Linked DNA regions of Mus musculus: regions 2, 3, 4, 5 and 6 are each linked to region 1. Evidence: chromatin contacts called from public HiChIP or PLAC-seq and promoter capture Hi-C data. All regions are on one chromosome and are shown on one strand. Each heading gives the region's core, a stretch centred on a gene start, on an enhancer-like site or on the middle of the called end of the contact. The rest is flanking DNA. Distances are from core to core; before and after follow the strand shown.

Region 1 (4,728 bases), core at 942-3,441:
ACTGCTTAAAATTAGTCCCAAACTTGTATTCTGTGGTTCAGACCAAAAGATCTGAGCATTAATCGGTGGTCCTTATACGGAGAGTTATGGGGAAAGGATTGCAGTTTGTAGGATCCATTCACACAGCAGCTGTGTGTAAGGAGTGGATTGACAAACCACAAGAGCTGACTGAGGGGATGATGGTCCACTTTTACAGGATGCTCTGTAAGCTCTTTTTCATGTGAGAGTTTCTATAATGTACTTAACTCGTCTCCTCTTATAGAAATTCTATTTCAACTTAACCCATCAAGAAAGCTTCTAACTTTAATAAGTCTAGGTAGAAAATCATTTCCATTTAGACTAAATTGAAATTGGTTCTCTGAAGAGGTAGCAACGCCCTAAGCACAAAAGTAAAATTACAGTCTATTAGTAGGGAGAAAATCAACGCATTATGAATATGCAAACGTCTGGAAAACAGTTAGACATAAAATACATATTGAATACTAACCAGCCCTCTGTGATGTGCGTGTGGTTTGAATGTGCTCGAGACGGCTCATGCACCGGAACTTTGGTTATCCTGGATGAAACCTAAGAACTGGAATCATGGGAGTCAAAGACAGAATCAGTACAGGTTCAAGTCTGTACGTTAGTCACTTTTCTGTCACCGTGATAAAATACCAGGACGAAGGCAAGTTACAGAAGAAAGAGTCCATCATGGCGAGGAGACACAGCATGAAGTGGCAAGCATGGCGGGAGGAGCTGGAAGCTGAGAGACCACATCTTCACCCTCCAGCACAAACCACCAGAGAGCAAACTGGAAGTTGAGTGGGACTATAAGCAATCACTGTCTACTAGTGACACGCCTCCTTCAGCTAGGCCCCACCTCCCAAAGAAACCCCAAAGCGCAAGGCCAACTCAGAACTGAGTGTTCAAATATCTGAACTTGTAGGAAACAATCTTACCCAAACCACCACCAAGTCCAACCTGACTTTGTTTACTTCAGATGCAGAGTGTGTATTTTTATGCATGAAATAATACTACATTATGCTGGGTCACCTATGGGGCGTCCTAGTAAGAGGCACGTGATGATCTTTCCTCCCACAACTTGTGGTGGTACTCCTAATCATGTGATTATAAGCCTGTTCCCTGAATTTCTGTATCATACCTTTCTTATTTTGTGATTAATGCATTACATGAGAAGTGGGTTATTTTGAGACTACGTGCTACACCTTACCACAGGCTTGTCTTCTGGTTTTAGCATCTTTTCATTGGTTCTCACCTAAATTGATTCACAGAGAATAAAAGTCTTTTTTTTTTTTTTTTTTTTAAGCACACAATTCAGGTACTGGAGAGATGGCTTAGAGGTTAAGAGCACTGGCTATTCCTCCAGTGAGAAACAATGCACCCATTAACTGTCTGTTGTCTTCCACACTTCCCTTATTCCCAACTTCCACCAACCACGAATCCACTCTGTTTCAGTTAAGCAGTTGTAAACCAGCCAGTTGTTGGTGCTGGAAACCAAAGGCCAGTGTTGGTGCTGGAAACCAAAGGCCAGTGTTAGTGCTGGAAACCAAACTCGGGTCTTCTGGAAGTGCACCAAGTGTTGTAAGCTCGCTTGTGCTCTCTCTCTCTCTCTCTCTCTCTCGCCCCTGACTCTATGGACCTGCCTACATAGGGCATTTCACATAAAAGTAGTCGTATGGTGTGTGACTCTGTGTTTTTATTTCATTAATGTGCTTTCAGGGTTTACCTGTTGTCTTGTAGTTTTAAACTAGCGGTGTTTTATTCCTTTTTATATGCTGCAATTATCACTGTGACTCTTGGGAGATGCTGATCTAAATACAAATTTCCGTCTAAACTTATGAAGGTGATATGGTTTTTATCATCCTTTGGCGAGTTGCTTTTAAAGAAAACTGCTCCATTGTCGTTCCTTTTATCAGATGAAAGGGACTATGACGACCGCCTTTCTTAGGGTTTGCGGAATCCTTGCTCGTTTCCACTCTAACAAGGCAGTCTCCGATTTTAAAGAGCTACAACGACCACCTCTCTTGAAGTGTGCACTATCTTCCCTCCTTTCCGATGGACGCACCGAAAGCTCGCCTCTCTTTCCAGCTGTCATCCCACGAGCTCCTCCCTCTCCTTAAGCTCCCCCCCCCCCAGGAGGAGGAAGTGACGCACAGGAAGTGTCCCGATCCCCTTACATTGGAGGAAGGAATCAAACTCCCAAGATGGCGGCGGCGTCTGAGGAGCGGATGGCTGAGGAAGGAGGCGGCGGCCACGGCGACGGCGGCTCCTGTTCGGCTGCCGGCTCCGCTCAGCGACAGCCCCCGGCGCCCCCGTCGCAGGCCCCGCCGCCCGGGTCCCAGGCACCCGCCGCGCCCGCGCTGGCACCGGACCACCTGCCCCAAAACAACACACTGGTGGCGCTGCCCATCGTAGCCATCGAGAACATCCTCAGCTTTATGTCCTACGACGAAATTAGCCAGCTCCGCCTGGTGAGGGCCGAGGCCTGGGGAGGACCGGCGAGGGCGGCGCGTTCCTGGGGAGGGAGCCCCGCCGGCTCGGGACACGGAGCGCGCGCGTCCCCGGCAGCCGGGAAGTGGCGCTGGCGACGGCCGGCGGGGTGCTTGCTGCTGCCGCGCTGGCATCGCGACCGCCGGGCGGGCGAGGCTCCGCTCTGCGCCTCGCCCCGCCCCGAGGGTCTCCTCGCCCCTAGCCCGGGACGCGCCCGCCTGCGAGAAGTAACGGAGCGGGGCTTGGTGCCCTCCGCCCGGCTGGACCGGCGACAGGGACTCCCGAAGGGGCAGGCGCCTGCCTCGACTGCCCGCTCGGGCTCTGGAGTTCACTCCCAAGTGGGCAGAGGATCCCAGCCAGGCTTGGGTTGTGTTGCAAGAATAGTGTGTATTGTCCCTCCAACCCAGGCTTTCTGCTTGAAAAGGATGAAGGGGGTTTGGCTGTCCCCCCCCCACCCCCCCCCGCTCCCCCTTGAGCCCCAGTTGCGGTTCTAAGATTGCAGTTGTGTTGTGCGTTTAAAACCCCAGAGCCTTAGTTGCTCACTAAAGTAGAGCCCTGGGAGATGATGACCTGACTGGCTTTGCCTCCCTGACACTCCTTACTATAGCGAAGCAACTTGTCCCCTTGTCAAGCTATTACCCCCTCCCGCTTGTTTGCTTTTTTTTTTCAAATGTGCTTCAAGCCCACCCTCCTGCAGTCGGAGTGGTTTACTTATTATACCCTAAAAATAACACATTGTCCTAGCCAAAATTTAAAAAGAAAAAAAATTGCCATTGGAATTTTACTACATCCCTGAGGTTTGACCGAAGATTTGATGAATTACTTGGTTCAGGAAGATATCTCACTTCCTACCGGGGTATTTCCCCTTAGGTGGTTAGGAAATTGGAGGAGGTGGACATTTTGAAGTGGTTGTGAGCTGGTTTGATGTAGTCACTTAAATGTGCTCGGGATTGTTGATAAAAGGACAAAGACATCTTTCTGAATGTGCTGTGTGTGGCGGTTACTTATTCATCGCTATGCCATATTTTAGCCCTATTCTTCCATCTCTAAATTGACCAGTATTGTGTTTCAAAGGAAATCATCTTTAAAAACAGCTTGCAGTCATTCATTCAAACTCCGGGGCAGGTTTTGTGTGTGTTTCCCCACACTCTGTGGAATGGAAAATTTCTTCTGTTTAGAGTAGGTATTTCAGAATACAGTTGTCCTAGATTTTCAAAGCATCATCCTAGGATTTCGTGTAGAGTGGTAAATATTTCCTTTATATTTTATAAAGCTTGGTACTTGACCAAAATGTATGCTGTATATACAATTGCGTTTGGCAATTGGGCATAACATTTGATTGAATTCAGCCAGCCAGCCAGACAATGGCTTTGAAAAGCTTGGAATGTTCACAGGTTTTTTGTTGTTGTTGTTAAGTGTTGAGAAAAACGGGGTTTTATTGGTTTGTTGGTCGTTTTTCCTTCTTTTCATTCATTGTTGTTTTGTTTTGTGTGTTACTGTTTGGCCACCAATCTGGAGTTCAGCCTTGATTCTACTAGATAAATGCTCTGTCAGCTTTAACTCTCATTTTTCCTTTTCTTTAAACAAACAAACAAACAAAAGTGTGAAGAGGAGAAAATAGACTGCTTGGAGACCTGAGGTGAAATGGGCCTCACAATTATTAATAATCATCATCTCTTTCATGTGAAATGTATAGCTGCATATTGTATCCTAAGCCTTTTCCTGGCTTGATTTGTAATTGAAAGCATTTTTCTTAAGGAGTCCCTATGGCACCCCTCCCTCCCCGCTCCCAGCCAGGTTTATACAAACCAGCGTGGTTTTAGAAACAGAAGGCGAGGTCCTTTCTTAATCTGATGTCACTGGGTTTTTATGGAAATTAAGGTTTTAGATTCATTGGTTTCAGAAAATACAATTCAGGTGACATACAGATGTACTTTCTTGTCACTAGGTGTCAGCATTAATTTAATTACGCTCTTTTTTGTGAAATAATAGAAAAGAGACATTGCCTCATTAGGCTCTTTGTACAGATCTTTTTAATTGAAGTGGTTATTTTTACCTAAATCATTTGCCAAAAATTCAAGAGACTTAAGTGTGTGTTGGCATCTGCTGTATGTATTACCTAAGTTCTTTTTAATTGTGTTTTCTTGAGTAAGCCCTAAGACTGGCCAAGTGCGGGAGGGAGCAGTGCTGAGAGCGAGCACAACTGGCTTCCATTCAGCTGCATGCTGACCCGTG
Region 2 (4,728 bases), core at 747-3,246, 1.8 Mb after region 1:
TGTGGCAGTAGAGGCAGGCCAGTAATTCTCAGCACTCCAGGATGGAGGCCAGAGCATCACAGACATCAGCCCTGAAATCTGGTCTCAAAACCAATCAACCTAATTCTGGGCATACCATTACCTTATACTTTACTAATATCCCTCTACTAGCTGTTACAATTGAGGAATCCCCAATCATAAAATAATATGAAAATATAAGCCGAAGACTATTTTGCTTTCCTGCTATATTCAAGACCGAGGGAATAATGGGTTTAATCTACAAACTGGCAAGGATGTAAATTTGCTTTCTCTTAAGCCCAGAGAGCTCTATTTATCTTCTCACAGGGAGGAGGGAACTGTGGGGTAAAGTTCAAAGACCTCAGTGGGAAATGGGGCTTTCAACTGTCCTTCAAATTCTAGCTATCTCCATCTTCCTGTCCCACTTCTGTGAATAAAAACTCTTAATCAAGCTCCCACACTTGACTGGGACATCTTGGGCTTCTCCTCCCCAGGGCATTCTGCCTAGCACTCAGTTCCATCAGATACAAGGCTTATCAATCCTTCCCATACCCCTTAACCTAGCAGGAGGAGCCCAGGACGGGTTCCCCATCCCGTCATAAATGCAAGCAACAAAGACGTCCCTAGCAGTTCCCGACATTTTTGTCACCAATGATAATTATAGACACTAACACCGTGCCTAGCTGCTTCTTAATAAATATGTATAGAATGTATGAGAACTGTGTCAAGCAAGAATGCTGAGCTAGGCAGTCTCTCCGAGGGCACCAAGATGACAGCTTCAGTTCTTCCCATAAGGAGAAATAATAGAAGCAGTGTGGTATCTTGGTACCCACTGGGTGAATGTCTTTTCCCCCTTCCCTCCCCCCCTTAAGAACTGAAGCCCCATTGAGGGCTAGCCTGCCTCTTCTAAAACACATTACTGCAGCTGGACAGCAAGGGAAATCAATTGCCTCGACCATTAGCAGCGTGAGCTTGGGTAACTGAGTGTTTGGGGGAGGTGGGAACAGGGCAGGTGAGAACCACACTAGCAAAGACGGGAAGGAATCTGCAAAACCAGAAGCCTAGGAGGCAGGAGCCACTGGAACGCCAGGACCCGTCATCCCACCACCTCCTGACCATCTCGGAAGCGTCAGTGAAGAGACCAGATAGCTGCAGAAAGCGCCGAGACCTCGGGAAGTTTGGAGAAAATGTTATTTCCAAGTAGAAATCAGGCCCAAAGCGAATGCACTGTAAAGAAATGGCACTGCTTTGCATAACTAAAATAGAAATACCGAGAGTGAGCGGATGTTGAAAGGATCATCAAAAATAGGCTTAAGGGGAAAAAAAAATCTTCTGTATTCATGGAGGACAATAATCTTCCGGGACAAGATAGGCCCAAATCAGAGCAGCTTTAAAGACCGCGCGCACACCCTCCACCCCGACGCCGAGAAGGCAGTGAAATAAACAAAAACTCTGCGACCATCCAGACCCAGCGAAGAGGCAGGCCCCTTGTCTTTACAAAGCCAGAGGCACTTACGCCAGATGCTCTTACTTCCCGGGCTTTTCTTGCAGGGTAAGCGCAATGTCCCGGAAGGGGTCGGCCCAATGGGCCTCAAGGACCTCCGCGGCAGCGCCGCGGGTCTTTCCCGCCCTTCTCTCCCGGTCCGGCTGAGCCGCAGGGCGGAGTGAGGCGGCCCCGAGCCCACACAGCCGCCCAGGCCGCGTCGCCCTGCGCCTCCGGCCCGGCCCCGTCGCACCTGCACCATGATGGCCATGCGGAGGGAGTCCTTGGGAATACTCTCGCTGCATTTCTTGCAAGAGGCGCGCCCGCTCTTCGCGTACTCCACTCGATAAAGCCTCTCCGAGGCCTCCGCCATCCTCCTTCTCGTGCTGCAGCGGCAGCCCGACGCCGCCGCTGGTGCGCTCCGCTAACGTGTCGGTTTCCCCCGCAAGCGTGCAGAGCCGCCTCCGCTCAGGATAGATTACTGATGCCTAGCGGCGGGACCGCCCCCCCAAGCTCGCGCGCGGAGGGCGGGGCCTCAGCTCATAGGGCGGGGCTTCAGCACGTGTCCTTGGGAGGTTGGGTCCCAGCGCGACTGCGCCTGTGCACGCTGGTCTCTGCCTCTGGGAAGGGGCCAGGGCGGGGACCCGGGGAATCTGACAGGCGCCACCCCTTTTGTCGGTTTGTCCCAGAAAGGCTTTTTGTTCGCCCAAATAATTCCACCTCACCCACTTGCATTTTTTTCTAGGTATGTCTAGAGCGAACCCTGCTGACCCTAAGTGTAGTATTCTGCTTTGCAGCCTCCACATTGCTGACACAGAAAACCAACTAAAGCCTGATTTTTCATTCTTAGTAAACTTAAATGCATAACTATAAATTCCAAGAGAATGAGCAGAACCCGTGACAGTTGGTAGTAGTTACAACAGATGTCGTGTGTTCTCATCCCCCATCTCCGCGCTAACACAGGACAGGGTGTCTCAGTGTTGCCCTGGCTGCCCTGAAACTTGTTCTGTAGATCAGGCTGGCCTTGAACTCACAGGGATCCATGTGCCTTTGCCTCCTGAGTGCTTGGGATTAAGGGCGTGTGACACCATCTCCGGCAACAGATATTTTCCTGGGGAGATCCCAAAATATTTTAGGTTATCGACAATTAAAGTTATAGGTATTGTTAAACTTGCTACTGTTAGATCTTGTTATTTAATGTAGCACTACAATCTTTAACATTATTGGTCTTTTTTTTTTTTTAATAATTATATGAGCGTGATGCAGGGTCTCACTATAAAGCCCTGGCTGGCCATGAAGATGAAGTCGGCTTCAAACTCACAGAGATCCACTTGCCTGTGTCCTAAAGTGTGGGTAAACTGCATGTCTGGCAGCAAACTGGCTGGTGAGCTGTGGCCTACTTGTCTATGAATCATTCCTGATTGAGCAGGTATGAACTGGCTCTAGGTATCTGCTTTGTGCTTCCTCTGTTGCTGCTCTTTTTCTAACCCTGCCCTCCCTTGTTGAGACCCTCTCGTGGCAGAGAGAGACAGGACACATGGCTGTTCCCTAACCTAGTCCAGGGAGTGGGGTCCTTCCACTTTGCCTTGTAACTGATCCCGTGGGTAACCACCCCAGCAAATTCTCCTTTGCTGCAGAGGGTCTAAACCAGGCAGGCTAGCCTATCTCAGACTTAAAAAACAGAAAATCTCCCAGACCAAATTACAATGTGTGAATTGCAGGCATGTTTTGCCTGTATAAATATTTATATATCATGTGTGTTTGGTGTTTGCTGAGTCCAGAAGACGTTTTCATATCTCCTGACTGGAGGAAGTTACAGATGGTTGTGAGCTGCCATGCAGGAACTGGGACTCGAACCCAAGTCCTCTGAAAGAGTAACCAGTACTTTTAACCTCTGAGCCATCTCTCCATACTCTCCCCCTTGCAATAAACAAACAAACAAACAAAAAAAAAAAAAACAGGCCGGACGTGGTGGCCTTTAATCCCAGCCCTCCGGAGGCAGAGGCAGGTGGATTTCTGAGTTCAAGGCCAGCCTGATCTACAGAGTGAGTTCCAGGACAGCCAGGGCTACACAGAGAAACCCTGTCTGGAAAACAAAACAAAACAAAACAAAACAAAAACAACTTAGGAACCGTTGCATTTACTTGGAAGTCTTCAGAATGTCCACAAACAGCTGCAGCTTGCCCACTACAAAGACATGTGCAGTGAAGAGCACACGTCCGTCATTTGTCCACTCATCTTTAGTCTGTCTGCAGAAATGCAGGATTTAATGTGATAGCTACTTCAAGCCATTGCTGCCTTGACTTCCCCACCATGATGGACTAAGAGTAAAATAAACCCTTTCTCCATGACTCACTTTCGCCATGTCATTGTATCATGGCGATGAGGAAGGAAGCCAAGACAGCTTAAAATGTTTTTTTTTCTAAATTCCATATTATAAATATGTACACTCAGACAGACAGACAGACATGCACACACCTATATGTTTCGGACATAGAGTCTCATGGAACCCAGACTTATCTTTATCTTGCTATATAGCCAAGGTTGGCCTTGAAATCATTGCCTGCCTCTGTTGTCCCAAGTACTGGGATTACAGTGTATGCTGCTATGCTTAGCTCTTAATATTATTAAGGAAAATCCATTTTGTTTATGTATATGTGTGTGTGGGGATATGTACCCCGTATGTGGTTGTGCCCTCAGAGGCTAAAAGAGGGTATCAGAACTTCCGAAACTGATGTGACAGGGGGTTGTGAGTTACCCATCATGGGTACTGAGAAGCAAACGTGAGCCTTCTGTAAAAGCAATATTTCTATCTGGAAGCCATCTCTTGAGCCCCTACTATTATTATTATTTTAAACATACTTTTGGATTGCCAATAAGAATGAATATATATATTCCTTTTCTTCTCTTTCCTTCTTTTCTTTCTTTCGTCCCGGCTCAGTGACTCGCTTGCTTCACCACATGTGTAGCTGGGACGCAGGCGGACACAGCTGCCCCAGCAACACTGACTTTCTTGTATACTTCACCAATCTTTTCCACGTCCTCTGTGGATTTCCTGTGCTACTTTTGCCGGAAAGACTTCCCCACGCCATTTGTTAAATTTCATAGCTTCACAAAAGATTTACTTATTTTTATCTTGCCTGCATGTATATGTACATATGTATACTGTGTGCACACTCATAGAGGCCAGAAGAGAGCACTGGTTGGAGCCTCTGAAACTGGAGTTACAGACAGGATGAGCCTCTGTG
Region 3 (4,728 bases), core at 605-3,104, 1.5 Mb after region 1:
ATGCAGAATATTCTACTCAGGAACCCCTAATTGGAAGTTGTACACACACCTGGGCCTTCATGACAAAGGGCAGCAGAAAGTTGCTGTCTTACTGACACCTTCAGCAGCCGAATTCTTCTCATCTCCAGTTTTTAAAACCAACTTTTCCCCCAGCAAATAAGAAAGGAGTAGATTGTCAAGGTCCTTACAGCATTTTACTACTGCAGTATGTCCTTGGGAGTCTCCTATTAACTTGTAGTCACCTTTACTGATGTCTGTTAAGGCTAATGATCAACAGGGCAGAGGTCTTCCTCTCTCAGCGAGAGATAAAACTTCTTCATGGATCAGAACCGTTTTGCTTTAAAAAGTATAGCTTGAACTTGAACTATCTTGATTTTTCCTATTTCATCAAACTGTCCTTAGTAAGCTGCTTGCACTCACATTTACTGTTGTTAAGTAACAGACAGACTCAAATGCTCTCTGATAACTGCTTCTGCTTACCTGTTCTCCAAACTCAATTCTATTGGGGGTTTTTTCTGGATGTCTGGACTCCCATAGTCCATGTACAGTGCCTCTGTTAAATCTAAGGACGAGGTGATAGGAGGCTGTTTTGCTTTCAAGCAGGGTTTCACATAGTCCAGGCTGCCCCAAAACCACTATAGAGACGTGGCTAAGAACCCCCAAACCTCTCAAGTGCTGAGATTAGAGGCATACACCACCAGGCCCAGCCTTATTTCTGTGTCCTTTCAAAAAAGTGTATTTCCAACACTCCTCATTGTTAAGATTCTATTGTTTATGGATCAATTTTAAGTTTAAAAATAAAACTTGAAAATTATTCTTCAAATACATTGAAAAGTCACCTGTTTTGGAAAGTATCTGAATTCGAATGGCTAAAAAAAGGTTCTGTTTTTCTTACTAGACCGCAGAATAGAGAAGAAAACAAAGGCTAGATGTGGTGGGACACACCAATAATCCCAGCCCTCCAGTATGTTCAGAACATCCTGGGCTACAAGGAAAGACTTTCTTGTCCTTGTTTTTTAAAGGACAAAGAAATTAGAAAATCACATATTCTTCTTGGAACTCATCCAAGTCTCTTTAGGAACAGATTTGGTATTTTAACATTTGTTATGTTTCTACATAACAAGCAGAGAAAACAGACTACAACGAAGGCGCAGTCATACAGAAAAACTGTTCTATACCAAACGCCCAGATTAAAATTAGACTCAGGGAACCCAGTAAACTCTTTAGATGATTGAAGAGGTTTGAGATTTCCTAGTCAGTATAAGCCTGCTTCTTTGGGAATTAAAGCTTAAAACTTTAGAAGCACTTAACCAGGGTTTTATATCCACATGGCAGAGTCTAAAGAGGCCCAAGAATATCTGTGAGTGATTGGCTCTGTCAGGATGACTCCATATCCTTCTCTAACCGTTCTTTGGCCTGGATGGGTGTCCTGAGGGTCGGTAAGAAAGCATATTCCTATCTATAATGTGAATGTAAGAAGAGAACCTTAAAGGTATCATTTGGGGGGATAAAAGAAACAGAACGAGAGTTTGTAGTCGAGGTTGGACAAAGCGCAGTAAATGGACGGAGATTCTCTTACGACGTGGGGACAAAACAACGACTGCCATAGACTAGCAGAGGAATGTCCCCATATTAGTCAGAAACACCCAACGACGAACCCAGCCTGGCTTGGTGATCTCTTTCCCCCATTTCCCGGGAACCGCCATCCTCACCTGTTCCTGGCAGTGTCGGTAGATCACATCGCGCACGGAGCACCCAACCGAGGCACACGGCAGCGCCTTCCACACGGTACCGGGGCCGCGAACCCACGCCACCACCGCAGCCTCCGCCATTTCGTCTGGTGACGGAACCTCTGGACTGCGACAGGCACTAGGCGACACAGCCATCCGGTCGCATCTCGATGACGGAAGGCCTCGTCTTCCAGCGCCCCGCCTCCCGGGTTTCCACCACTCACCCCCGCCTTTCCGGAAGGCGGTCACGTGGCCCGGCGTCACGCGAGCTGGCGTGGGGGAGGGGGACAGGAAAGGCCTGCCTGAGGCCGATAAGACCGCGGAGCGCTGGAGCTAGGCGTTGCTAGGGGCGGTTGCTAGGGCGGGGCTCAAGGGACTGGCTATAAAGGGCGAGCTCTGGGCGCGGTTGCTGCGCTTGGGCTACAGCGCTTTGGCTGGGGGTGATAAGCTGCCCGTGGCTCCGCCCAGCGCCGCAGGCCAGCGCGCCACTCCGGTTTGTGCAGCTATTTTTGGGATTGGGAGGGCTGTGTCCCAGGCAGCCACTGCTTCCCGGTGCTGCGGGGAGAAAAACGGCTTCCTCTACCCGCGAGGCCTCCCAGTCCTAGAGAACGGCCCCCAGTGGTCCCCAAACCGCAGCCCCGGCCTGCGTAGTTCCCTAGAGGTTTATGTTCATTTCCTGAACCCCCCTTCACGTTCCTTCCATCACGTTCGGCTCGTTCCTATTTTTGCATGTTTGCGCTCTGCGCTGTCCCCGCTTCAGCTGTGTTTTCAAAATATTTCACAGCAAATGGGCCCTTGTGAACGGCAGGGGCGGGAGTGACGTTTATAGCCATACTGCTTCCAAAAACCCCCGCTGTAACGTTCTTTCTGTGCCCTGGGAACACTCGCGCAGATTTTACAGAGAACAACTTTAAGGTTCGGGTGCTGAGGGAGGCCCTTAATATTTAATATGCTGAGATGATGTTGTCTCTGAAATACTAAACAATTTAAAAGCTGCTAGCATGAAGCTGGGAGGATTATCGGGAGGATAACTCAGTCTCCTGAACACAGATGCCCTGGCCCGCAGAGCCATATTCTCGGCTGTTAAGATGCAGGCCGATGGAACTAATCGCTGAGGAGAAAGCACAAAATCTTGAAATCCTTTAACTGTGAAAATGAACAAAAATAGGACTTGCAGTTCTGTGGAGTTATAGATCTGTTGGTGCACACAGGCGGGAAAGCGGGCCTCCATGAAGATTCCAGGAGATGAAGAATAATTACACAAAGCATGTTGTGCATAGAAGCAGTATTTTATGAGTGTTGTAGTAGTAACCCAGAGGCCTACAGGCGTCTCATCCGATACGTAAGCAGGACAAACTGGGAAGCATGTGACCTTCCAGACAAACTGGGAAGCATGTGACCTTCCATCTTTTCCCATTCTGTCCGTTAGCATGTGGTCCTAACTGCTAATTTATTTTTTTCACCTTTTGGGAATCAAATGACCATTTCAAGAGCCTGGCAGCTTCTTCTTCTGCAAGGAACCAGATCATGGTCAGTTTAGGGTTATGTAACATTTCTTTGTCAGAATAATGCTTTGTAAGCTGGAAAGTCCCAGAAGGATTCCCTTCTAACAAGAAAAGTCCACGTCATTTATTACAACTATCTACTACTGCTCTCCAAAAACCTAATGTCTGAATGAATTCACTCTTTACCCCTCGGTTATATTTAAATCTCTGTTATGAAGAAGACCCAAGCAACCAGCAAGCATTTGTCATTTAAAATACAAAATAACCATTATTAGCTTTTCAAGGACACAGACCTCTTGAGCAATCTATAATCTGTTAAACCTTCACAATGAGCTCCTTACACCGTGAAATACACAAAATAGATGTTACATAAATATTAGTTGGCTGTTTGATGGATTACAGTCTAACTTAATTATTCCTGGTGTGCATCTAAAGAAACATATTTTCCACTAACTTAGGACATTCTACTCGGAGGATACAGAAACCAATTTGAATTGGTACCTATAAATTCATTTAAATAGTGAGAGAGAGAATGAGACTTCAGAGTTGAAAGGCATGGCCAAGAACATGATATATACTAACTGAGGAAAGAGCTAGAAACAACTGGTTAGCTTGGCTGCTGGAGCTATGTTGTCATACCCAGTGCCCAGTGCTGTGGGGTGAGGCTTGTGAGTGATTGTGTAAAAAGAGAGCCACCTTCCCCCATCTCATGGTTTCAGATGAAGAAATGACAGGAAGGCACTTGTATGGTTGTGACAAGTTAATGGGGGGGGGGGGGAGGTGGGGAGCAGTTCCTCAATTGCCAAATCCATGCAGCTGTGCCCTGTGCTCCTAGGACCACACTTGGCGCTCGTTCAGATAAGCCACACTGGCTTTGTTCCTGCCTGTGTTCCCAAAAGAATGACTCCAGCTGTACATCTGCTTTTTAAGGACCGGTTCAGCTGCCAGGAGAGAGACACGATGGGATCCTGAGGCAATGTGGAGTGATTGTTCACTGCCAGGAAATGACAGCACGAGACAGTGTTTGTGTGGCAACCCATGACAGGGGCTTGACGGAGCCAAATGGCACGTTGTTCTGCTCGAGCCAGAAGCAGAGCAGGGTCCTGGCACTTCCCACAAACAAGAGTGAGGCTCCCAAAGCAGTGACTTCTCCAGGTTGTGTCCATGTGTGACTCGCCAGACACTCTTCTGTGTTTCCAGCCATGTTCAGGCTCAGCGGGAAGGAAATACTGTTAATACCATTTTCGTGACAAAAGGACAATGGGACAAGCTGACTCCTCCAGTGCCACAAATGCAAAACTGCCATCAATTCCCAAATTGGCAAGTGTTGTATTATAGGATGGCTTCAGCCCTAGAAACAATGAGGTCGGCTAGTGGGAATGAAAAAGAAAAAAACAAAAAACCGGCAGCTGGAGAAGAGCCTAGAAGTCCACACTAGCGGCGGATGTGTGGAAGGCGGAGCCTGGAGCAAGCCCCAAGATGTTTGGCTGTCA
Region 4 (4,728 bases), core at 882-3,381, 1.4 Mb after region 1:
CTCCAGGTTCCCGGCCCCAGATGCTCCCTCTGCACCGACACCTGGAGCAGCAGCGGCTGCCTCGGCCGGCTCAGCTGCTGCCAGAAGTTCACGGCCTCGGTCACGTCGAAGGCCTTCCAGCCGCTCTCGTGGATGGACACGAGCCTGAGACACAGCAGTGCGCGTCAGGCGAGGGGACTGGCAGGCTGTTAGGGAGGCCCTGGAGGAGGAGTCTGTCCCGTCTGGTACACACCCCTATCATCTGCTGCTCCCCTCCCCCTGCATGGGCGAGTCCCTCACTTCCCAACTCTCGAGAGAGAGAGAGAGAGAGAGAGAGAGAGAGAGAGAGAGAGAGAGAGAGAGAGAGAGAGAGACTATACCTAGAATCGATAAGGGCAGTGCGGTTGGAGCCGTCGTCGCGGAAGCGCAGCCATTCAATGGTGACCCGAGCCCGGGCACTGTGTGGGGACAGCCTCTTTTGCCTCCGGAGAGCTGTTCTGGGCACAGGCTCCTGGAACAGCCGCAGCACAGCCTGCACCAGCTCGCTGTTAGGCGGCAGCCGCTGCTCCATTCCGAACACTAGCAGGTGAGTGGAGGTCTCTGACACCAGGAACCTGCCTGCCACCTCTGTGGACAAGGACAGAGTCAGCCGGGCCTCTACAAGTACCAGATAACTTCCAGGGTGGCAAGACCCAAGACCAATGGCCAAGATTCCTTAAAAATCCTCAGGGAGAGTTGTAAGCAGGAAGCCCATGAACAACATGAAAAAGAAGTCTTTCTTTCTACTCAGGAATTATAAAGTTTGCAATGAGGCCCTGAATGCTAACTCTTGCACACTTAGTGGTGACTTTGGAACCCTGTGCAAGAAAGGAGCTGGAGGGGTTCCAGAGCGTGGCAATGCTGGCTTCTTTCTGGAAGGTTTTAGGAGAGGATTGGGGGAGGAATACAGAATCAGGCTGCAGAGACTAGAGAAAAGAAGCCCAGCCCGAGGTGCCTTTCTTAAGAGACAGATGCATTTGTGAGGGGTTCCGTTCAGTGGAACAGGAGTCTGTGAATATCCTTGTCAGGACTGCTGAACCCTGGGGCAAGTGTTCAGGGAGTTGTCACCTTCCTAAATGGCTCCAGCCAGTGTGCTCACTCTCTGGGATAGCAGAGTGGTTGGTTACCTGAGAGGCCAGCCACACCTATCCTCAGCAGACATCTCCCTTGCCTGCCTGTTCAGAACCAGCATCCTTCTATCTCCAGGCCTAGGTACCACAGGACAGTAAGTTTATGGATGTGGCTGTGCCCATGAGGGCTGCTTCCAGCTGGAAAATGCTACACCACCACACAGGCCTTTGCTACTTGACAGCTGGATACCTGTTCTCTCTCTCAATCTCTCTCTCTCTCTCTCTCTCTCTCTCTCTCTCCCAAATTCTGTCACCCAGGGCTGCCTCTACCCAGCCACTGTTCTCTGTCCATGGCAAGACATAGTCAGCCACTCGTCCAGGCAGTGACCCCAGGAAGTTCTACCTGGCCCTGACTGCTCCAGGGGTTCTGTTTTCTTCCACTCTCCTCCCTCTTCTCTGCTCCTTAATTTACCAGCAAGCACAGCCCCGCTTTTCCCATCCTGAGACTCCTTCAGTGCACAGCCAGATCCCCAGTGCCCACCCTCCCAGATCTTCTCCCCTCTAACATCCGCCTCACCCTGTGCCCCCCACCCCCATGACTGACTCTGAGCACCACAAGGCAAGGGTCCATACACACCACAGGTGGAAGGAAGGCATGATCAGCCGGCCTTTCCTAGAGACCAAGGACAACAGGGGAGGGCTCACCTCGAAGGTTCTGGCTGAACCTCTTGCCTCGGGAGCGGCTGGCATGGCTGTGTTGTAGCAGGGCCACATACTGAGTCCTCACGTGCGAGGGGATGACCATCCCTTCCACATCAGCCTTGTCCAGGACTGGCGGTTGATCGAGCTGCAGCTGTTGCAGCAGGCTGCCCAGGATCTGCTCTCCGGTCAGGGCTTCCCTGAGGCTAACCAGCGACAGTGCCCAGAGTGCCCAGCAGAGCCACAGGAATGGCATGGTGCTGTCCGGGAAGAGGAGCCTTGGATGTGTGTGTCCCTGAGGTGTCCTGAAAGGGTCTTGAGTCTGCGGAGGAATGGTACGGTACGGAACAGCTTTATAGCTGGTCCTGGGGTGGGGGGCAGGGAGGAAGAAGAGAGGTCACACCCCTGGGACCTCCTGGGAGCTCAGCATGAAACAAGCCCCTGAGTCCTGAGGAGGGGCTGTCTAGAAAGGACACAAAAGCCTGTCTGGACTGAGAACATCTGGTCACCGCTGTCTGTTAGCCATATACTTCACCATTGACTTAAGGGTGTCTGACCAATTAGGACATTCAGGACAGGGGTGGTAATAGCTCAGTGGTAGAGCAGCACCGGCCCTGCACACGTGAAGCCCTAAATTCAATCCCAGCATGGGATGGAAGGTGGGTCCTGGAGACGACGCGGAGGTCTCACGTTCTCTGCTGGATGCCTGCTCCCAGTGTCTGGAATGTGCACCTGTAGTCTTGTCCATCACTGCTTCTAAACCCTGGAGAGAACCAGATGTCAATCAACACCTGGGCTCTCCAACTGACTTGCTTCCCAGGTGTGCAAAAGACTTTTCTAGGGCTGATAAGAGTGAGGCTTCTCCACTTTGGGGGCTGGGGGACCTTCCTTGGTTGCAAAGCCTGGGACTCGCCAATGAGCAACCTATCCTTTCCCTTTCTTGCTGTAGGAGAATTGAAAATCTACCCCATCCCAATCTCTGAGCCAGAGTACATCGGCTCAGACGAGGGGCAACATAGTTAAGATCGGTGCCCACGAAGGGCTTTCCACAGCTCCAATTATTTTCTGCTAAGTCCTGCCCAGGGGTGTGTGTCTGGGGTGGGGACAGGGTGTGTGGCTGGGTTGGGGACAGGGGCATGTGGCTGGGGTGGGGACAAGGGTGTGTGGCTATACACCAGTAATATGCTAAGCCTTCTCCAAGACACAGCTGGGATACCCGAGTGTGAATTTGTGGCTTTGTGCGCTGGAGAAATAAAATTGAGCAAGCTGCCAGGGGTAGGGCTGCCAAATAAAACCCGTACTGAATCTGGGACTTGGTTACACAATATATCAGTCACTGTTTACCTGGGATTTGCATTACACCAGTATCTAGAGGTTTTATTTGCAGATTCAGACAATCTTAGTCGGGGGATAGATGAAGAAACCATAGTGGATTGTAAGACTCGTCCCTGGTGTGTTCCCTGGCTCTCCAGCAGGGCCACCCTTTGTTATGCAGAAGAGCAGCTGCCTTCCCCATGGCTCCTGCCCAGGTCTGACCCAGGTCAGGCTTGAGATTGGAAAGCAGGCCCCAAACCAGGAGAGGGGGGCCCTGGAATGAAGTCTGCAGCTTCTGACACGATGCGCTGCCTTTCTTGGCTCGAGACCAGTGTAAAGGACCCAGGGGTGGTCAGTGGCCCAATCACGAGGGAAATGAGGGCTAAGTAAGAAAAGAAGCCTGGTGTTTCCTACCACTCTCTGTCTCCAAACAGAGGTTGGGCTGCTGGGGCAAACACTGCAATGGGAACAGAAGTCATCTTGGGACTTGCAGAGTTAAGTGTATGGCTAACATTAGGCATAGGATCAGACCCAAGGGCCTCTGAGGTCAGGGAAGCTAAAGTCCAGGACAGTCTTTGCAGGCTAGCTCCTGGTGTCTAGGATGCCCTCACTGAGCAGAGCAGACACTTTGTGTTCTCTTAGCAAGTACTCCAAGGCCAGCCCAGGTGCCATGGGCAGTCTGGCCCCACATGTGGAGATCCTAACCCCTGCCCGAGGCCATGTGGCTTCTGGTGGGCAGTGCAGAGGGACTTCCAGACATGCCCTGGTGGACTCCGTGTTCTCCCAGAGCATCTCAGGTACAGACAGGGATATAGAGAGCGTGTTAGGCTGTTGGCTCCTTCTCCTTCCTGCAGGTTTGAATTCAAACCCTTGCTGTACCACACTCACAAGTTCTGCAGATCTCAGACCCTCCTCAATGTGACATAAATCCACTGTGGGAAATGAGAGTCTTCTCAAGGCGATTCCAGTTTCCCTCTGGGAAAACAGACCCCAGAAATTAGCCATTTAACCACCATGTTCCCAGAATTCCTGGCAAGCCTCTTGGTACACAGTAGGTGCTCAAGAAATTCTAGCTGCCTCTTACACTGTTAACATACTTGAGAGGTGAAATTTCTAAGATGTAACTTGACTCTCTTTCTTTCTCTTTTTCTTTTCTTTTCTTTTCTTTTCTTTTCTTTTCTTTTCTTTTTAACTCTCTTAAAAATAATTAGAATTCAGGAACATTCAGATCTGTGGAAGGAAGGAGTGTGGGAAGAGACAGGCTCTTCCTTTGCTCCTCCTGCGCACCATTCTCTGCCTCTCTTGCAGACAACATGGAATGGTTTCCTCGTCAGGCAGATTTTATTAACAACCGTTATTTGCACCTATGTTTTTTTTTAATTTTTAATTTAATTTTATTTTATTTTAATTAGGTATTTTCTTCATTTACATTTCCAATGCTATCCCAAAAGTCCCCCATGCCCTACCCCCCCCCAGCACCTATGTTTTTAAATTTTTTAGTTTTTAAAAAATCATCTTTACAGATTTGACAGCAGGGGAATGTTGTTTATTTGGGTTTTTGATGTGGAGTGTTCTGGGGTGTGTGTGAAGATATGTTCTGTTTTGTTTTGTGAGTTTGTTTTTGTTT
Region 5 (4,728 bases), core at 1,645-4,144, 1.2 Mb after region 1:
ATGAGCAGAGAAATGTCTTACCTTGTTTAATTTTGAGCAACATGATCTGGCGTTAATGTAATCACATTCTAAATCAGACAATGTAATGATCTGATAATCGAGATAAGGAATTATATATACACAATGTTGGTGTTTATAAGGTATGTGTATATGCACATGTATGTATCAGAGGTCGATATTGGCAATTTTCTTCTATTTCTTTCCACCTTAGTTTGTGAGACACCGCCTCTGACTAAGACTGAAGCTTGCTGTTTGACTGACTGGCTGGCTAACAGGCCCTGGGATGCTTCTGTCTTTTTTCCCCCCAGTGCTGGGGATCAGAACTGAGTCCTCACACCTGCACAGCAGGAACGTTATCTTAGAGCCATTTGCCAAGCCTCGGGGATTACACTGTCTGAGTATTTATGTTTCAGAAAGCAATTCTAGCACTCAGGAGATGAGTGGATTAGAAGTTCAAGTCCACCCTCAGCTACATAGGAATCTGAATTTCAAGGCTATGATGGGATACTTAAAACACTGTCTCAAAAAAAAAAAAAAGGTAAAATTTAGTAAAAAAGTAAAATATTCTCAACCAAATACCTCCTACTCACCACTTTCCCCACATACTCATAATCAGTCAATGCCAACACAATTAACACTATAATTCAAATTCAGAAGACTCTCAACTCGACTGGTTTACCTTCCAATCTTTCTCATTTTCAATCTACTCTGTAGATTCATCTTTCTAGCAAACTATTGCCTTTTGAGCATTTAAAGAAACAGAATTATATGTTTTATCACATATAACAGATTTGAACATATATATATATATATATATATATTGTAGAATGATAAAACCTAGTCAATCAAGATGCTTCCCTTCTCATGGTTACTTTGTGGTAAAATCAGTCTACTTTCAGTCTTAGCATTTTTCACAAGTGGGATACCTTGTTAACTGTTGTCACCAAATAAATGTATTTCCTCGTTTTATCCATTCTGTGGAGGCACTCTACAGCTGAGCCACACCCTCAGATCAACAACAACAAAAAAATCTCATGAATTTATTTCTAACAGAAATTGTGTATCCTTGACCTAAAGTCATTTTGTTTATGTCAAAAGTTTGCAGCGACTCCCTACTGCTTGCAGGATGAAACCCCCCCCCCATCTGATCTAACCCTCCTTTCCCATCTGATCTCATGATGACCCTAAGGAACCATGAGCTCCTGATCTTTACCCATCACACAAAAATAAGCATGCCTGCCCTGCACCTTGCTCTGACCAGTGACTGCAAATATCTGTCCCCTTTCCCCTGTAGATTTCTTCACTATTCTAATTCCACACACTCCTATAGTTTACATGAAATCTACTCTGACCATTTCCCACCTACTCTCTGTAACGCAATTACTCCAACAATCCTACAACACTGTAAAATCTGAATTCTCACCAAAATGTGCCCTGACTGTGTAACCACTGTTCAACATTCCAGCTAACATGTACATATATACATGATCTGTTATACACCAAGACTGTTTTAATGATCAAATTTTCCAAACTACAAAAATAATAAAAAATTGTTGTTGCATTTCTGTCAAACAGCTCTGGTCCCTTATATCATAAGCTAAACAATGGTCATTGGAACTTAGGTAAGAGATCTTGCCCTTTTATTCAGTTCCTCAAAGCTAATAAAACACAGGGCTCTTTGCATGAGAAATCATCAAAGTAAGAACTGCTGCTAGATAATTTCAATTGGGCAGCCACTGGGTGTTTGACACAAATTCTCACTGTGTATATTTAGGAAATACATATCTACAATCCTAAAGAAAATCGAAGCAGGTAAGATACAGTACTGGGCAAGGTTCATAGTTCCAAAGTTTGTTTCTTCCTATTAAGACAAACTGTCAGTTCATCATAAAAGCGGGAAATATATTCTGTGCAGCCATTCCAGGGCTGCACAAACAAAAAGTTCAATTCGATCAGAAAAGAGGACGTGATTTCATAGGGAAAGGGGCAACAGCCACAGGTCCTGGAGCACTTTACTAGTCATATCTAATTACTTAAAAGTGGTCTGTGCATTACACTACTGCATTACAGCAGCGTGCTGTAACAAAGACTATCATCCCCCAAGGACTGAGAGTACTGAAGTCACATCACACAACTACTACAGTGCTAGGCTGAAGAACACCATGTACTGGTCTGGAAAATACTGTTTGAAACCTGTAACAGAAACAACTATAGAAAATACTGAATGTTAACACGGATTTTATATATATATATATAAAGTTTAGAAACTGGGGATTAAGCCACAGGTATAGTTACTGAGTTTACAGATAGTCCACTGCGGAAGGCAACCAGAAACACTTTGTGGATGCTTCTTTCAAAAACCCTAAAGAACTGCACGTGAAGGAAGCACACCGCCAGTTCTTGGAATGAGTCATCTCCTGGGTGTGGGGAGTCTCCAGAAGGGCAGACACCCACAAGGACAAAGGGGCAAGGGTGCTGCCGGGGACTAGAGAAGGCGGCAAAGCCTCAGGCCGGCCGGCTATGCCCCTGAACGGCTTCGCTCTCTCGGGGACCCCCGGCGGCCCAGGCAGGCGAAGAGGAGGCAGGGGGAGCTGGCTCAGGCCCGCCCGAGGCGCAGCGAGGCTCCTCCGCTCGCGACCCGGGCCCGCGCCGCCGCCCCCTCACCCCAACCTGCCAGCGCCCGCCGGGCCCACCCTCTGCCCATTGCCCCGGCGGTAGCCCTGGGAACGAGCGGCGGCCGCGGCCCGCTTCAACCAAGGATACGAAGTAGACGGAGAGGAAGATGAGCGCGCAACAGTCGAGGAGCGAGAAGAGGAACACCACCGCCTCCATCCTCCGCCGCCGCTCCGCCCGTCAAACCAGCTTCGGGCCGCGCCGCTGGGATAGGCGGCATGCCGGGAGTTGTGGTCCAAAAACGCCACCTCCGCGACGCGATGCATGATGGGAAATGAAGTTCACTAGTGCCCAGGGAGCATAGCAGGTGGACCTCACCCTCATTTAGTATCCACTGCATGAAGTTACTCACCCTGTATGAAATTTTCTGTCTCTCTTTTACTTTGTATCCATCCTTCCTTGCCTATCATATGAAATTTTCTGTCTCTCTTTCACTTTGTATCCATCCTTCCTTGCCTATCATTGTTGGTTTCTGTGGAATGCGCTTTGTATGCGAGTGGTATGATCTTGCTCTGTAAGCCCAGCCTGGCCTCTAACTTGGGTCTCTTTGCATTGGGATTATTGGCATAGGTCTCCACACATGGCTGCTTTAACGCCTGTTCTCTACCCTCCTGCATTCTATAACTTTTCATCTCAAATACAAAGCCACTGAGTTCTGCTCTTCAGTTCCTGACCTGTTTCCCCAGCACTTACCCAGTTGCTTGCCAATTCTTGATAACAGCAAGCTTTCTCACCTCTGAATTTGAAGAATTTTACAGAATCCAGTTATCAACCTTTTTTTAAAGAGGGAGGCAAATAATTTTTACTACACCCTTACTATAGACCAAGAGCTACTGTACACTTCAAGTGCAGAGATGAACAGAGCAAACAACTGCTCTGGTGGTTAAAAGGGCAATAAAGTAGCAACTAAATATTCAAAACAGAACTTGGGTGGGTTCTGTTGCCTTTGGAAGCCAATTCCAGCAGCCATTCACTCGCTCATCCATTTATTTAACTTTCATTTTAAATTTAAATTTAAAGCAGGTAGTGTATGTGAGGCACTGTTCTAGGTCTTAAGAGACACAATGAACAGAGAGGGGAGGCACCCACAAGCCTGCACCTTGCATAGTAAGTGTAGGGGAGATAGAATAAACCACAGAAATTAAAAGCAGTCCCAAGTACCCTGAAGGGCAGGAAGAAACCCCTGAAGAGCAGCAGAGACCAGGCTGAGGGTTTCACACAGGGTTGGACGATTTACAAGGAGCAGAGAGGCCCAAGACAGTAGGCACTTGCTGTGCTTAAAAAGAAAAAAGAAAAAAAAACAGGATGGGGTAGGGGGTGTGCTGGAGGGATGGCTCCCTGGATTCCATTCCCAGAATCTGGATGGCAGCTCACAACTGTCTGTAATTCCATCTCCACGGATCCAGCACCCTTTTTACCACCACACTGGGCCTGTCCTACATCCCTTAGATGGTCTTTTATCCTGAGAAAATGTAATAGCTCACACCACAATTAACCACAATTATTTTGTTTGTTTGTTTAAATTTTTTAATGTATGGGTGCTCTACCTGCATATATGTCTGCATGCCAGAAGAGGGCATCAGATACCAATATAGATGATTGTGAGCCACCATGTGGTTGCTTGGAATTGAACTCAGGACCTTTGAAAGAGATGTCAGTACTCTTAACCACTGAGCCATCTCTACAGCACACACACACACACACACCCCACCCACCCCCACCCCCGCTAACCACAATTATTAAATTACCATTTCCCATTATGATGAATTTTGTCTTAATTCTACCTAAAACTCAAAAGCATTGTTGCAATGTCAAATACCGGGAAATGTAGCATCAGGCTTTTCCACCTGCACACAAGCTCCCCAAGATAATGACTTAATGCTTCGGGTTATTCTCTAGCTCATAACTTAATTACCCAGCTTTTTTATTCTAAGTCCCGCTACATAATTGGTTACCTATCTTCAGTGTTATGCAACTATCTCCTTCAGCATTTGGGTATATCTCCCTTGTCTAACTATTTCCCAGAATTCCATTTCCCTTTGCCGGATGTCCCAT
Region 6 (4,728 bases), core at 604-3,103, 1.1 Mb after region 1:
TGTGGCCCCTGTCTGACGATCACACCACCTCATAGGTCATTATCTGATTTCCTTTAACACCAGCTGCCTTTGTTATAAATGAATTCATCCCTTAACGATTCACTAGCCCTGAGAGATTCATTCCCAAAAGATCAAAATCCTGTAATCAAGAGACCTTAAAATAGAGAAAACCTGCCCGTGGGCCTTACTGCCAACTTCTGGGGGAGTGAAAGGGAGTAGGCTTCCCAAGTAACAAGTGAGTTAAACCCTAAAGCCGGCCACTTCAAGAAAAGAACCAGACCTCTAGTGCAATGGATCACAGATCAAAGAGCTTACAGTTAAAGCTTTGGCCTCTTCAAAGTCCTTTGCACCTAGAGACTGTTATAAAAATCAATTATCAGCTCATCAACTTTACTGACCAACAGTGGTTTGTATGATGTCACTAGAAACACACACTCACACACACAAAGGGGGCGCTATAATCCAGTTCGAATGGCAAAACAATATAAACTAAAAAAGAAACAAAATCTTAGAGACAGATCACCTCGAGTTAGAATCCCAATTCTCTCAGTGCCCGAGGTCTGGTCAATCTCCAGTGTTCTCAGAGATCAAGTGGATACTTATGTCTGCCCCAGGGATTTGATATACTTGTGTAAGTTCATTGAGATACCAGGGAAAGGGCCGCCACCTATGGAGCTCCGTAAACTTGAGGCAAGTCATTATTGTTACATAGTATCCTGTCCATTTGCAGAGAGCCATGACTGAGGGGATGAGGTCACATCTGACTGAGTACCCAAGGCACGTGCACTCTGACTGATCTGACCAGGATCTGTGATACAAAAGAAGGCATGTCCATTGCAAAGAGGCCATACTCTGCCCCCCGGGGAGGGGGAGGGGAGGACATTCATGGAAAGCATCCAGCAGCACAGGACTGTACCTAACCTCCAGGTGTGCTATGCCAGGCACTGTGCTTCTGCCAACACCTTGACCTTCACATCGCCTCTTCCAAAGCAGTCTCCTCTAATTCCTTCTAGCTGGGCAGTGAAACATTTGCTGCTGGCTTCCCATCTTCCAGATGGTTAAACTGAGGCTCAGCAAGGCAAAACAAAAGCATCTCAAAGCTAGCTCTAGGTGGACTTGGGTTTGTATTTAGTTTCGTTGTTTGTTTTGCTTTGAGATGGCGGCTCCCTACGTAGCTCACACTGGCCTGAAACTCAGTATGTAACATAACTTTGTCCAGCATTCACGAGCCTCCTGCATCGGGGCTTCCCAAGTGCTGGGATTACAGGCCTGTACCTTCTAGCTTCCAAGTAGACTTTGAACTCAAACAGTGTGATTCAGCATAGAGGGCTAGTTACTGCTCTATCATAGGAGAGCTCGGAGGAAGACTTACATGGGATGCGAGGGCGACCCCCCAGCTCTAGGAAGGATTGAGTTGGGCTCTCTAGGAAAAGCAGGATGGACTTGGTGGTCCGAGATCTGTTTTGAGAGAGGTTGGGGACAGGATTCCAGGATTGAAGCCTACCAGAGCTGCTGAGAGTTCCAGAAAAGAATGTGAAGTGAAGGGGGAGGGGTGGATAATAGAGCAGGGAGCACAGGACCAGCCTCTCCCACCCAGAGGTCCCAGAAGTGCTGAGGAAGGGAACTTCCAGGGTGCCCAGGGCGAGGTTGGGGATCAATTTCCCTTAGAAAGTGGGGCAGGAACCCAGAATTTCACCCTGTTGGCATTCGAGTAACCGCCTACATTTCTAAAGAACACACCACAGTTTACAAATTACTTGCACAAAAAAAAATGTCCTGTTTCACTATGACAGGCAACCTGTGTTAGGCAACTTAAAAATCCTGCACTGAGCTGAGTTCACCGCGGGCCCAGTGAGGGTGGTTCTGTTACTGTCCCTCCCGTACTGGAAAACAGAGGCCAAGGTCAGTTGTCATGTGGCAACATTGGGGTTGGAGCCCAGATCTAATTCGGGAAGGACTCGCTTAAACCGCAGTCCCCAAACAACCTAAGAAGCAAGCAAGTTACTGTTAGCGCTTTGCAGGTGGAGAGGCTCGAGTGAGTATGGACTCTAGCAGGTTCACTCTGCTCATGGTTAAACCAGGTTTCCAGACGTGAGTAGCACAGAGGATTTGCAGGAGGGCCGCGGGTAGACACACCCGAAGCCCGGGTCTGTCTATCTAAGTTCCACAGCTGCCGTACACACCCGTACAGCCTTGGGGAGAAATATTCCAGATTACCAAACACAGCGCTTGTACAATAATCAGGTTGTGCGAAGACCAGATTAGGGAAGACCCACCCCGTGTAGAGCCCCGAGGCTCGAAACCCTCCGGATGGTACTGGCTAGGGCTGGTGATACCTCCTCACCCAGAACCTGGAATTAAGGGAGGCGGGTTCTGCTCCTCTAGAGCCCAAACCCGAGGAAGGAAATGGAAGGGTGGGATGGTGTCAGACGGAAGGGAAAGCAGAGAAGAGGAAGACCAAAGCCAGCAAGGGGGAAGGGGAGGCTCAATGGTCTACGCCCTGACTGTGCGGCAGATGCATGAGGCCCCAAGACTCTGCCTGGCAAGTGCAGACTGATTGCATAGGATCAAATACCGTGCAAGGTTAGTACACCGTGTCCTAGGTAGAGAGGAGGATTTTAATACAGAATAAAGGCCGCCCTCTTTCCTGCCCTCCTCCCACAGAGGGGGGGGAGGGGGGTGACTGGCCCTGGCAGGTCGCCTGTCCCCGCCCCGCGCCCTCCCCAGAGCCTCCTGCCCGCTGAGGTCGCCGCCCAGCAAAGCCTGGGCACTCCTCCCTTGCTTGCCGCAGGTCTCGGCCCATCACCCGAGCCTGGTCCCACCCGCCAAACCACATACTTTCACCTCCGTCTCACCCTTCCCTCCACCCTTCCCGTCTTCCTGGCCCAGTCCTCGCCACTCAGATGATTTTTAAGTCTGCCGCTTCCTTTCAATGGCTAGAGAAAGGATGGAAGGCTTGTGTTTGGCAGTGTTTAAATTACTCCAGAAAACACCCAGTGGCAAAGACAATAAAAGGGTACAGTTTCTTCGGCTGCTTCCGCAGGGCAGGGGGAGGGGTGGCCCGCTAACCTCCACCCACCTGCCGCCCGCCCGCCAGCTGTCTTCTGGGTGGACAGCACGGGGTCTCACCCCTGTCCCCTCCCCCCACCTCCTCTTTGGCAGGCTGGCAGCCTAGGCCAGCTGGATGGCTTGTCTCTACTCTGAGCTAGAAGGCTTCTGAAGTTAGCTGAGGCTCACAACTCTCATGCGCCTGCTGGGCGATCAAGACTTTTTACAAGGAGGGTGGCGCTATTGCCTCCTATCCGTGTCCATCAGAAACCCCTTCCTGACCAGCTTCGTTCCCACAAGCAACTGCGGCTGCTATCTCATGCCACCCGCGTATTCCAGCAGAGTTTGAGGAAGACCCTAATTTCCATTTCTTCCAGCAAATATGATTGCTTGACTCCAACTTCTGAGGTCCTGGGGAAGACAAGAGCCTGTGTCTGGGCTCATCTTAGCAGTTAGCTTGGAATCTGCTCACAACGGGTCACCCCCGGGGAAGTAAGTCCCTTGCTCACAACCTCGATGGCAACCATCCAGAACGAGAGAGAACTCTGCACACCTCAGCTCACCCTGCCTGTCCCCAGGAAGACTCACACTTGCCCATGCTCCTACCCGACCTCCTTCCAATCCTTTGTCTAAGGAACCTCCTGTAGCAGGACTGTCCTAGAAAGCATCCAGCTAAGAAAGACTTCTGCATTAAAGCATTACTTGCTACAGTAGAGCTACGTTCAAGCTTCTAAGTGACTGTCTGCTAATGATGTGACCTTGGGCAAGTCACTTAATCATGCTAAGATCCATGTTAGTCACCTGTCGATTTATCATCGATGCCAGAGTGCAGCCTGCTGCCCATATGAAAGGGGAGTGAACACAGCTTCCTCACCCCCATCTCTATTACAGATGGAGCCCAGCGCATCACAGGTGCTACTGAGCGCCCCTGACAGCTGGCCCGAGACACACCTCCACGCTGCTGCCTGAAGCAGCTCGAACTCCTCAGCTGCCTCTCAAGTGAAGTGGGAGTGGATTTCACTGCAGAGAGAGATTTTAGGGCGAGCCAATAAGACACACAGTTGGGGTTTATTAAGAAGGCATGCCAGCTTGAAGAAAAAGAGGGGCTCGGGTCAGATAATGCACACAGATCCACAGGTGTGTGGGCCTCTCAAGGGGGAGTGTCCCTGCCGTGTCTTAGTGACAACCACACATATAATGTTGGTAGCTCTCAAGCTACATCTCACAGCATCAATAAGAAGACCCCCCCCCCTTTTTTTTTTTTTTTTTTTTTTTTTTTTTTGATAATCGAGGTTAAGGTGTGGCTTCAAAAGCACCTGGATAGGATTGCTAGCTGAGAAAGAAGATAAAACCATGCATGAGCCAAGGGGGGTGTGCAAGGGGTTAAGGCCTGTCCCTTACTATAAATGGTGCTTCTGGTGAGATCCCTCGAAAACTGCAGGTTTACACAGTTGTGAGAGGGAGAAAGGCCGAACCTGCTTCTGTCTAAAGCATGGTGGTTGTCGCTGCTCCAATGTCTCTACGTGGGCGTGGTGGCACTCCTTTAATCCCAGCACTAGGGAGGCAGAGGCAGGCGGATTTCTGAGTTCAAGGCCAGCCTGGTCTACAAAGTGAGTTCCAGGACAGTCAGGGCTATACAGAGAAACCCTGTCTCAAAAAACCAAAAAAAAAAAAAAAGTT

What was found. Promoter capture Hi-C pulls out the DNA fragments that hold promoters and counts their contacts. HiChIP or PLAC-seq counts read pairs in DNA pulled down with a chosen protein or histone mark.
Region 2: a contact with region 1 is called in a promoter capture Hi-C map of hippocampal neurons, with 2.5 times the contacts expected there. The contact joins the promoter of Parp1 here to the promoter of Fbxo28 in region 1. A contact is called at or near these places in 1 of 39 promoter capture datasets (hippocampal neurons) and 1 of 9 other capture datasets (pancreatic islet).
Region 3: an H3K27ac HiChIP or PLAC-seq map of microglia shows a contact between it and region 1, with 4 times the contacts expected there. The contact joins the promoter of Sde2 here to the promoter of Fbxo28 in region 1. A contact is called at or near these places in 3 of 39 promoter capture datasets (hippocampal neurons, liver and pre-B cells) and 1 of 115 datasets of contacts at active chromatin or transcription factors (microglia).
Region 4: a contact with region 1 is called in a promoter capture Hi-C map of hippocampal neurons, with 4 times the contacts expected there. The contact joins the promoter of Lefty1 here to the promoter of Fbxo28 in region 1. A contact is called at or near these places in 4 of 39 promoter capture datasets (cranial neural crest, hippocampal neurons, neutrophils and 1 more) and 1 of 115 datasets of contacts at active chromatin or transcription factors (pancreatic cancer cells).
Region 5: a contact with region 1 is called in a promoter capture Hi-C map of hippocampal neurons, with 4 times the contacts expected there. The contact joins the promoter of Cnih4 here to the promoter of Fbxo28 in region 1.
Region 6: a contact with region 1 is called in a promoter capture Hi-C map of liver, with 3 times the contacts expected there. The contact joins the enhancer-like site here to the promoter of Fbxo28 in region 1. A contact is called at or near these places in 6 of 39 promoter capture datasets (the 3T3-L1 cell line, the C10 cell line, hippocampal neurons and 2 more) and 1 of 9 other capture datasets (pancreatic islet).

What each region holds. Positions count from the first base shown.
Region 1 is chr1:182,339,069-182,343,796 of GRCm38.p6, reverse strand. Fbxo28 (F-box protein 28) reads left to right here and starts at 2,191. Exons shown (of 5, transcript NM_175127.2): 1 at 2,191-2,474. The coding sequence starts at 2,208.
Region 2 is chr1:180,566,159-180,570,886 of GRCm38.p6, reverse strand. Parp1 (poly (ADP-ribose) polymerase family, member 1) reads right to left here and starts at 1,996. Exons shown (of 23, transcript NM_007415.3): 1 at 1,734-1,996. The coding sequence starts at 1,853. It overlaps Gm31986 (a long non-coding RNA gene), which reads left to right and starts at 1,988. Exons shown (of 4, transcript XR_001779573.2): 1 at 1,988-2,909.
Region 3 is chr1:180,848,277-180,853,004 of GRCm38.p6, reverse strand. Sde2 (SDE2 telomere maintenance homolog (S. pombe)) reads right to left here and starts at 1,854. Exons shown (of 7, transcript NM_145943.1): 1 at 1,713-1,854. The coding sequence starts at 1,832.
Region 4 is chr1:180,932,425-180,937,152 of GRCm38.p6, reverse strand. Lefty1 (left right determination factor 1) reads right to left here and starts at 2,131. Exons shown (of 4, transcript NM_010094.4): 1 at 1,794-2,131; 2 at 360-606; 3 at 1-144. The coding sequence starts at 2,043. It overlaps Gm39715 (a long non-coding RNA gene), which reads left to right. Exons shown (of 3, transcript XR_865785.2): 1 at 1-565.
Region 5 is chr1:181,149,097-181,153,824 of GRCm38.p6, reverse strand. Cnih4 (cornichon family AMPA receptor auxiliary protein 4) reads right to left here and starts at 2,894. Exons shown (of 5, transcript NM_030131.3): 1 at 2,764-2,894; 2 at 22-90. The coding sequence starts at 2,832.
Region 6 is chr1:181,254,911-181,259,638 of GRCm38.p6, reverse strand. No RefSeq gene overlaps it. Among named protein-coding and RNA genes, the nearest start is that of Gm39718, 30 kb to the left of the region's middle. Within about 2 kb of position 1,853, at least 322 of the 459 cell types and tissues checked have an H3K27ac peak or open chromatin away from gene starts, as enhancers often do. A contact at or near this core is called in liver, pancreatic islet and pre-B cells, where this site is marked.